Linked DNA regions of Capsicum annuum: region 2 is linked to region 1. Evidence: chromatin contacts called from public Hi-C data. All regions are on one chromosome and are shown on one strand. The core of a region is the stretch at or near the end of the contact, and the rest is flanking DNA. Distances in the headings are between cores, read along the strand shown.

What was found. A called contact is a pair of places that touch in the nucleus more often than the background predicts.
Region 2: a Hi-C map of leaf shows a contact between it and region 1, with 2.9 times the contacts expected there. The contact joins the promoter of LOC107847929 here to the enhancer-like site in region 1. A contact is called at or near these places in 2 of 5 Hi-C or Micro-C datasets (both in leaf).

What each region holds. Positions count from the first base shown.
Region 1 is chr1:214,483,702-214,488,333 of UCD10Xv1.1, reverse strand. No RefSeq gene overlaps it. Among protein-coding and RNA genes, the nearest start is that of LOC107861760, 130 kb to the right of the region's middle. Within about 2 kb of position 1,988, at least 5 of the 5 cell types and tissues checked have an H3K27ac peak or open chromatin away from gene starts, as enhancers often do. A contact at or near this core is called in leaf, where this site is marked.
Region 2 is chr1:214,626,586-214,631,217 of UCD10Xv1.1, reverse strand. LOC107847929 reads right to left here and starts at 2,797. Exons shown (of 11, transcript XM_016692537.2): 1 at 2,537-2,797; 2 at 1,119-1,242; 3 at 78-211. The coding sequence starts at 1,221.

The DNA.
Region 1 (4,632 bases), core at 739-3,238:
ATTACAAAATCTATCACTATTACTTTTTATTTACAAAATATAATTTTTATTTATAAAATTTGCCAACTATTTAATCCCTTTTTTTTTTTTTTATAAAAAATCTAATCCAAAAATTCCTACTCTTCTTCCTTTTTTCTCTCCTCTCTTTCTTTCAGTTTAAAAAATTCCACCTTTAACCTTTCATGACTTCAAAAAACGAAGTGAGAAAAATAAAAATTCATAAAAAAAGTCAAAAAATTGCGTAGCTACCTCTTCCAAAGTTACAAAAAATCACCCAAATTAAAAAAAAAAAAATCAAAAGAAGATTGGAGTTATCGGACTATTTCTAAAATTGGATATGCAAGAGCTTTAACTTCTGTCCCTTTTTCTTTCTACCTCGGTCCCATTATTCACGTTCACAGCAAAAAAAAGAGTTCTAAATTCACTATATTCCTATTTACTCCTATTTGGACAAACCAACTTTGCACCTTAAAAGAATGTAAGAAACCAGTTACATGGCTATACGACACATGATCATTAGAAAAATAGACACCAGTTACAATATTTTAGAAGTATAAAATAAATAACATTTTGCAACGCAAAATATAGCTACTCAATTTTGAGGAGTTCCGAAAATTTTTGGATGACACCGGCAAGTGAAGGTTATCAATGATTTTATGGTGCATGAATTGTATAGAAATTGGTGTATCATGGTGTATGAATTGTACAGAAATTAGTGTATCACCAGCTTTATGGTGTCTGAATTGTATAGAAATTGATATATCAACAACTTTATGGTGTCTGACTTATATAAAAATTGGTGTATCAATAATTTTATAGTGTTTGAACACTTTAGAAATAGGTGTATTAATAATAGTAATTTTATAGTGTCTGAAATATATAGAAATTGGTGTATCAATAATTTTATGGTGTCTAAAATGTATAGAAATTGAACTATTTTTATGGTGTTTGATCGATATAGAAATAAGTGTATTAATAATTTTATGATGAATTAATAAATTTATGGTGTATGAAATTTGTATAAGATGTGGTTTGAATCAATAGGAGAATTTACTATCATTAATGATCTTTTTTCTTAGAAGTATTAAAAATTAATGTTCATTGAATTAAATAAATTAAATTTAAAAACATAAAAAAAATATCAAATAAATGTGTTGTTTTTATGGTTATCTTATTTACTATTTTTTTTAAAAAAACTTAGTTCAAAAATAAAGTAGGAGAATTTATAAGATAAAATATCAATCATTAAATTGTCTCCTTAAATCATGTTATTTTAACTGGTTTTTTTTTTTTTTACCTTTGGTAGATTTTGATATATTTTGTAAATTAAAAACTAATGGTAGTTTTTGTAATATTGACTCTTACATTGTATAGCTATGTGATTTGCCCTTTTTTTATAAGAAATGTTATGAATCAGACAGTATTAAGCAAACCACAAGCAAAAGAATGACAAGAAGAACACATAGATTTACATGATAATCTTTGCGGAAAAAATCACGAGCAGAGACAGAGGGAATTCACTATGAAGGAGAAGAGTACGAGATTGGAGACGTAGTCTTAATGACGTAATTTTGTTACCTCCAAAACGACCCACTAAGTGCACTTTTATAATACGTGTGTACACTAACCTCGTGAAAAATTACAAACATAGATCACACCACGAAATTTTCAGGACCGAATTAATAAAATTTGGATCACGACTCTAACGAGAAAGAACTACATCCCATAGATAAAATAAGTTTTTAATTACCTGACATAGTTAATGTTTTAAAATAATTATCTTACATAGTTAGTTTTATAACTATTTTTATGTGAGCCTCATATACAAATATTCTACACAAGATATATAACTAATACACGATTCTCTCTCACTTAATTAATTTTTCAAACATTTTCTCTTATCTGATTGGTTACTTTGCACATGATATAACTATACCATTATTAAAGAGATTTCAACGTACATCATCTTCCTCGTCACTTTCTTGAAGACAAAGCTCACACCTATTTTCCTCGCTGCCTCCCTCTCGGACAACTCCCATGTCGACAACCCCCTCTTCCTCATCCTCGTCACTTGCCACCTTATTTTCTAGTGAAACCCCAAGTTGTTTGATGAATTGATCGAAAAATAAATATTTTGAACAACTAGATCCACCTGAAAGCTTGAATAAGAAAATTCCAAAACGGACAAACTTAACTAAATCAAAAACTGAATCTAACCCAAACATACATTGTGGCGGCGGTGAAGTTTTTGTTGTTGTTGTTATTGTCGGTTCCATCGAAATAGTAAAGGAAAGAGGGGTTACTAGAGGTTTTGCGTGGTGGATTTTGTTGGGTTATTAAAAGCAGGATGTTGACAGAGAAAAAGACACGCAATAGTTATTCTTTCAGATCTGATTGCTGGCCAGAGTGGAGTCGATGGTGGTTCTTTACCGCCATCTGAAGTGATGTTGTTCTTCGTCGTCTGCAGTTGAAATGCATTTATACATATGTATATTTGTATCTTAGTCATAAAGTGAATTTTTTGTATATTTATATTAGCGCGTTTGTATTTTTATATTTATTTTTAGGAGTTTTACATAAATTTCGACTAGTTTATCCACACTCTATTTCAATTTCTTTTAATTTTAAAAAATTTTAATTTTTTATTTTGCAGATATATAATATTAAAAGAGATAAATGTTGATGTTACATATTACGAAACAACTAATTCACTGTAATTATGAAAAGTAACGATAATTAACTCATTTAAGAAGTAATTTACTAAGCAAATCTTCTAATTAACATCTAAATACCTCAAAAGATGACATTTAGTTAATAATGCAATTTTTTTAAAAAATATTTTTCTCCATATTCAACTTTCAAATTCATTCTTCTTTAGCTTTTCTCTTTTTTTCTTGGCGTTATTTTCCTTTTTCAACTTTTTGTGATGAATTTCAAACCCTAAAAAAAGATACAAATATTGGGTAAAAAAGTATCATGGTAAGACATGATGTATCAATTTAAAAAATGAGATTTGAAATACAAATGCATAAGAAATACACAATATGAAAAATATATCAAGTGCAAAGATACATATTTTAAAAGAGATACGTACAAAAACCTTCTAACTATATACATGTATATGAAAGAGACATATCAAAAAATATAGAAAAAATTACATGAGCTAGTAACCTTAAAACATTAATTACAATTAATAGTAATAGTTTCTCAAAATTACAACTAATAATAAAACTAGCAATACTTTACCTTTTTTAGGAAAAAGCGCGTGACTTGAACTCCTTTTTTTACCTTATCCTTTTTTCATGCTACTTTATCAATTTCAGTTCCCTTCAACCTTCAATTTTTTTTTCAAATACCATTTTTATCTCTTAAGATCTTGATAAACATTGCATTCATATATTAAGGTAATTTTATTTTACAGTTAATGCATGTTATATTTTTCATATAAATTCTTTTATGTATTTTACTGTTGAATTTTTTTTCAAATTTTTCATTCTTCTTCTACGATTTAGTCTGTTAGTTTTTTTTTTTTATGTGTGTGTTGAAATTTTTAAAGTTCTGCTATAATGGCACAACATGCAAATCATAATAGTTCAGTTAGAGGTATTCAACCGATGAATTTAGTTTTCGATGAACTACCATCGCTTAATCTTGGGTTAACACAAGATGAAGATTTTAACGTGTGTTCTACTAATATTCAACCTAAGGGAGGTGTTAGCAGTGAAGAAGTGAGATTGAAGCACCATAACAATTCGAAAAACATTGTGAAAAAATAAAACAAAAAGATTTGAGAAAATCTTCATCCCCAAAATTCACAAAAATTCAAAAAATTGATGAAAAAGAGGAAGTCGGATGAAAAAGGTGAATCTAGTAAAATTGCAAGTCTTGTTTCATCTGATTATGAATTCGAAGAAGAGAAAGTGGAGGAGGTATGATGTTATTTGTAAAATTTTATAATTTCTGGACAACATATTCATATATGTATTTTATATATACAATTTATTAGGTGTGTATTTATTTTTCGATTTTGTTAAGATATGAAATTGTAGTCCCTAATGTGTTGTTAAATTGTAGTCCCTAATTGTATTTATTTTATATTTGTTATATGTAAGATATGTAGTTTGTACAAAGGTTTGTTACTGATAAGAATTGTATATGTTATGTATTTTGTATATTTTTTATATGTATTTGTATTTAAGGTATGTGTAAGATATTTGTATTTGTCACTGATAAGATATTTGTATTTGTCACTGATATGTATTTGTATTTGTCGCTGATATGTATTTGTATTTGTCACTGATAAGATATGCGAAGATTTGTATTTAATGTTAAGTTGTATTTGTTATTCATTAGATTTTGACTATGATATGTACTTCTTTCTTCTTGATAAGCATGATTTTTGTACCAGTTATGTATAAACAAAATAAATATGTATTTGATTTGCTTAAAATATATGAAATGTATTTATTACCGGTTAGATATATTTTTTTTGTTATTGCTAATATTTGTATTTTTAACTCTCATGTATTTGTTATTCATGAGATGATGACAATGTTTGTATTGATGTTTGATAACTTAGATATGGACCAGTGATGTATTCACAAAATACATATGATAGTTTTAGGTATATAT
Region 2 (4,632 bases), core at 1,548-4,047, 140 kb before region 1:
TACTATACATGCTATAACAGATTAAATTATCTTGATTGAGTAAAAATTCATTGAGAAGACGAGAAATGCTAACTTACACCCCAATAGTGTTTATCTGTAATGTCATATCCTCCTCTATATTTCTTAAAATTCTTCAAAGGATCAATTCGCACAGTGTCATCCGATTGCGGCGTGGATCCTGACTCTTTTCCTATTTCAACCAATTTTCTTTCTGCAAAACAAAGAAGTTATTTTGCAGACAAAAAGGAGAAGTAAATAAGAAAATAAAAATTCGTGAATTCGTGTGTTTCCATATTTTATGATGATAAATGATTGTAATATTGTTCATTAATGGACAAAATAGGTTAATGTTTGGAATAGTTAATATAATATAATTCGTGATTAAAAGGTTGTTGTATATCTTGCGTCCAAACTACTTCAACTATTCCAAGGGTCACATGTTTGATATTTTACTAAGAATCGACTTGGCTATTTTGTAATGGAACTTTAATCATTTTAAGATATGTTTACATTGAAGAAAATTGAGCGCACACACATATCGATGGAAATATAGTTTTTTTATTTAAATTTAATAAACTAATAAAATTAAAATTTACCATCAACAATACAATATATGTGGAAAGGAGGGAGTATTAGAAGTTAAAAAATAATGAAAAACCTAACTTTATAGAACTTTTTTATGGTAGCAACCAAGATAGACACTAGGCCCAGTTATCTACTTATTTTGCTAGGTGCATGAGACAACAACATATCGACCTAAAATGACCACAAAGAAGAAGAAAGAGAAAAAGAGAGGACAGAAAAATCAAATGGTTTTCACTTGGATATTTTTTTAAAACATTTAAGCTCAGTTTTAATTTAATGCACCACATTAGTTTACCAAATTATATAGATTGAGGAAAAAGTACATATTCAATAATTAATCATATTTAGCTATAAAAGTTTATGTGAAATACAAAGAATGACACATGTATTCATTGATCTAATAAAAGGCTGATGGTTATGTTTTTTCAGTCGTATGGCTAAGTTATACATGATTTACATATAATACATAGATCATATATATATATTATACGCTATTTAAGTTGAGTAAGTTTTTTGAGATACTGACTTCTCACCTGGTCGAATTAGTCCTCCATCAAGACTAGTGATGTTCAAGGCAATCAGAATGGTAACTAGTAGTAAGGATATTGTCACTTTCCTCCTTTTCATACACTCCATATATATATTCAACCCTGTCAACTGCCAAATAGTCATAATTAACTTGTTAATTAGGCTAGTCATAAATAATTTGTCTGTGACAATGACTAAAATGACTTGTTTATTCAAAAGAGAATGTTCTCAAATATACATACTCACTCCGTTTTATTTTATTTGACACATATTAACTTGACATTTCTCTTTAAAATATTTGTTAGTATTTGATCAAACTTTTAAAAAATGTTTTTAAGTATATTTTTCATAAAAATATTCTTTTAAAAAGTTTTTTTGGGAGAAGTTTTTTTTTTAGCTTATGAAAAACAACTTTTGCTACTTACACTTATTTTCTCCTCAAAACTTAATCAAACATCTCAATTTATTAAAATAAGCACTTTTAAAAAAAGTACCTTAGAAGAAAAATTAGCTCGTCAAATGGGTTATAAATCTTAAATGTGAAATGCTAGTCTTTTTTTAAATCTCCTTATAAAAATTTTTCATTCCGCTACTCATTAATTTACACACTCTCTATCTCTCTCTAAACAACCTTACGTGATCCTGATAGAATAGAGTATAGATATATTTGGCTGAAAACCTCTGTTAGATAGACTCAACAATATCCTCCTTTATTACTTCATTCAGTTGATATTGCTTATATTGCCAATTTCAAATCTAGATAAAGGAAAGAAGTTGCGCTAAGTTGAAATTCAATGTAAAACAAGAAATTTATGATCTAACCAACTATATTTAGCTCAAGACACTAACCCTAATTAGTTGCAGGAAAGATGGAAGAAAAGATATCCATATAATAAAAAAGGATATCAAGAGGAGTATGTTTGTAATAAGTTTATTATACCATCTTCATGAAGCTATATGTTTACTAATTGACCAAGATTTCACCAATTCTGGAGTAATTTTGCTGTCCAACCACTGCAAAAAGTTAAAATTAACTACGATTCGCTGCTAAATAGCTCGTGGCTGAAATCTTTTTCTCATAATCTGTAGCTAACCAATTGCTAAACTGAATTAGCGTCTAATTTCCTACTTAGCTGCAGAATTTGTCTATCGATAATTTCTAACGTAAATTTTTTAACAGTAAACTCTAAGTTGCATGGATTATTCATTTTCATGCCATACCAGTATCTAATTCTTCAAAAATATACTACTTTTAAAGAAATCGACCCGCAATTGACCATTTTTAGAGTCCAAGAAACATAAAGTAAAATAATCTTTGAAAATGGTTAGTAAATAGAATCCCATAAATAAGAAGAGGCAAAAAAAAACAAGAAAAGAAAGGACAAACACACACACACAATGGAAGAATTTAATTAATTGTCACCTGAGAAACAAAACTTGTATCTTGTTTTCTTCTTCAGCTGGCACAACAGTTTCTTCTATGCACAACTCAAGAAGAGAGCTTCTTGTTTTTTAAGTTGAAGATACATAATATATACGAATTATTATATATTTAACTTGGAGTAGCAATATTGGAAAATTCTTCATATCCATTATTTTGGTAAAAGGAAGGATAGAAAGCTTTTTCTAGATATAGCTTTCTCTAGAGAAAAGGGAAAGTTCAGTATTTTCACACTAACGAAAAAAGATCAAATGTACGAAAAAAGATCAAATGTGTCTTTTTTTAAATTATTTATAATATAATAGCAGCCATCCACTTTTGTGTACTTTGAATAACAAACATATATCGAGAACTTTCAAAGTAAGTTCTCCCTTTTGAAGGTCTAAATATAGCTTTAGAAAAAGTTACTGATATTTAGTAGTCAAAAATAGTTAGCAATAAAATTGTATAGTTTATTGAATACTACCCTAATTGTCATCATTTAATTTGATATAGTATTTAATTATTTTTTTTTAAATTTATATTTTAAATCAATTTTTAAATATTTATGTAGTTATTAATTATTTCATTGAAGGTAAAATAAAAATTTTAAAGTTAAATTGTTTCTAATAATAGTAAGATGGCATTCTTCTTTAAACAGATTAAAAAGAAAGGGGTGCCACATAAAATGAGACAGATGAAACTAGGGGTGTGCATCGATCGGTTCGGTTTGATTTTGTGCACTATCGGTTCGATTTATTCATTTTTTATTTGTAAACACGCTAAACCGATAACCAAATCAATAAGATATTTGTTATCGATTTTCGGTTGATCGATTTTTTATCTTTTTTAGTTCGGTTATCAATTTAACTGATAGAAAACACTCCCCTAATATTTCTTTACTTTCTCTTATTTTCATTTGTTCTACACTATCTTTATATATAAAGTCTACACAAAATAAAAGAACTATGACAACAATTATAAAAGACAATAAGGTATGTATATAGAATTTAAAGCCACTGTTCTATAAGTGTGAATAAAAATATAATTTTAATATAATCTTATTGGGTTATTATCAGTTTAACCATTAACTAAATGATTAAAATCCAAAACTGAACCGATAGCTCAATAAAAAAGTTAGCAAAATCATTAAAAATTATTTAACACAATAATCCAATATTAATAAAGCAATAACATTTTATCGATCGATTTATCGGTTTGATTTTGACAAATCCCTAGATGGAATATTAATTTTAAAATAAAACAATAAACGTGGTAAATCATGTTTTTTTTTTATCATATGATGCTTACGTAGAAGGCTTACTAATTTACAATTAACTTCTTAATTAGATCCTTCTATTCCTGAATTTATTATGTTTCTGTTTTAATCAGTATAAAAAATTTTCCTTTTTAATATGTTCAAAAATGAATTAACACATAAAATATAAAAATTTATTTAATTCGAACATTTTCATTTTATAACCATTAATGACAATCTCTTATAAATATGAAACAACATTTTGAACCACCACATAATACCCTAGCGATATTTTGGCTATGTTATACATATTTCCTGTTTCTTCTTAAGATAATATAGTAATATTAAATGTTTGACCAAAAGAAATAAGTAATATTAAATGAAATACATGGAGAAAAGTTTTTGAAAGACTATTATTCTCATTTTCTGAAAATAAAATGGTCATATGATCACCAAATAAATGAGGGGGTTGGTAGGGGTGGAGTCGGATAGTGCTAAATGTATTTAATTATACCTAAAGTTCAATTCTTTCCATTAATCAAAAAGAAATAAAGTCCTTTTATGGTCAAGCAATGACCTTTTGGACAGCGGTTAATAATTTATTCTATAGTTGATTATTAATTCTAGAATAAGTAATATTAAAATTAATAATTAATATTGAAATAAATTATTTTTGTTATAGGATTAGTCATTTTGAGATAAAATAATTGTTGGGGTTTTGTCCTAATTTTTTTTATTAAATTAAAATTTTTCTTTTTTTGAAAAGAAAATAAAAGTAATATCATAATTACCTTTACTTTTTCTAAAAGGAAAATGTATGACACTTTCATATTTGGCAAAC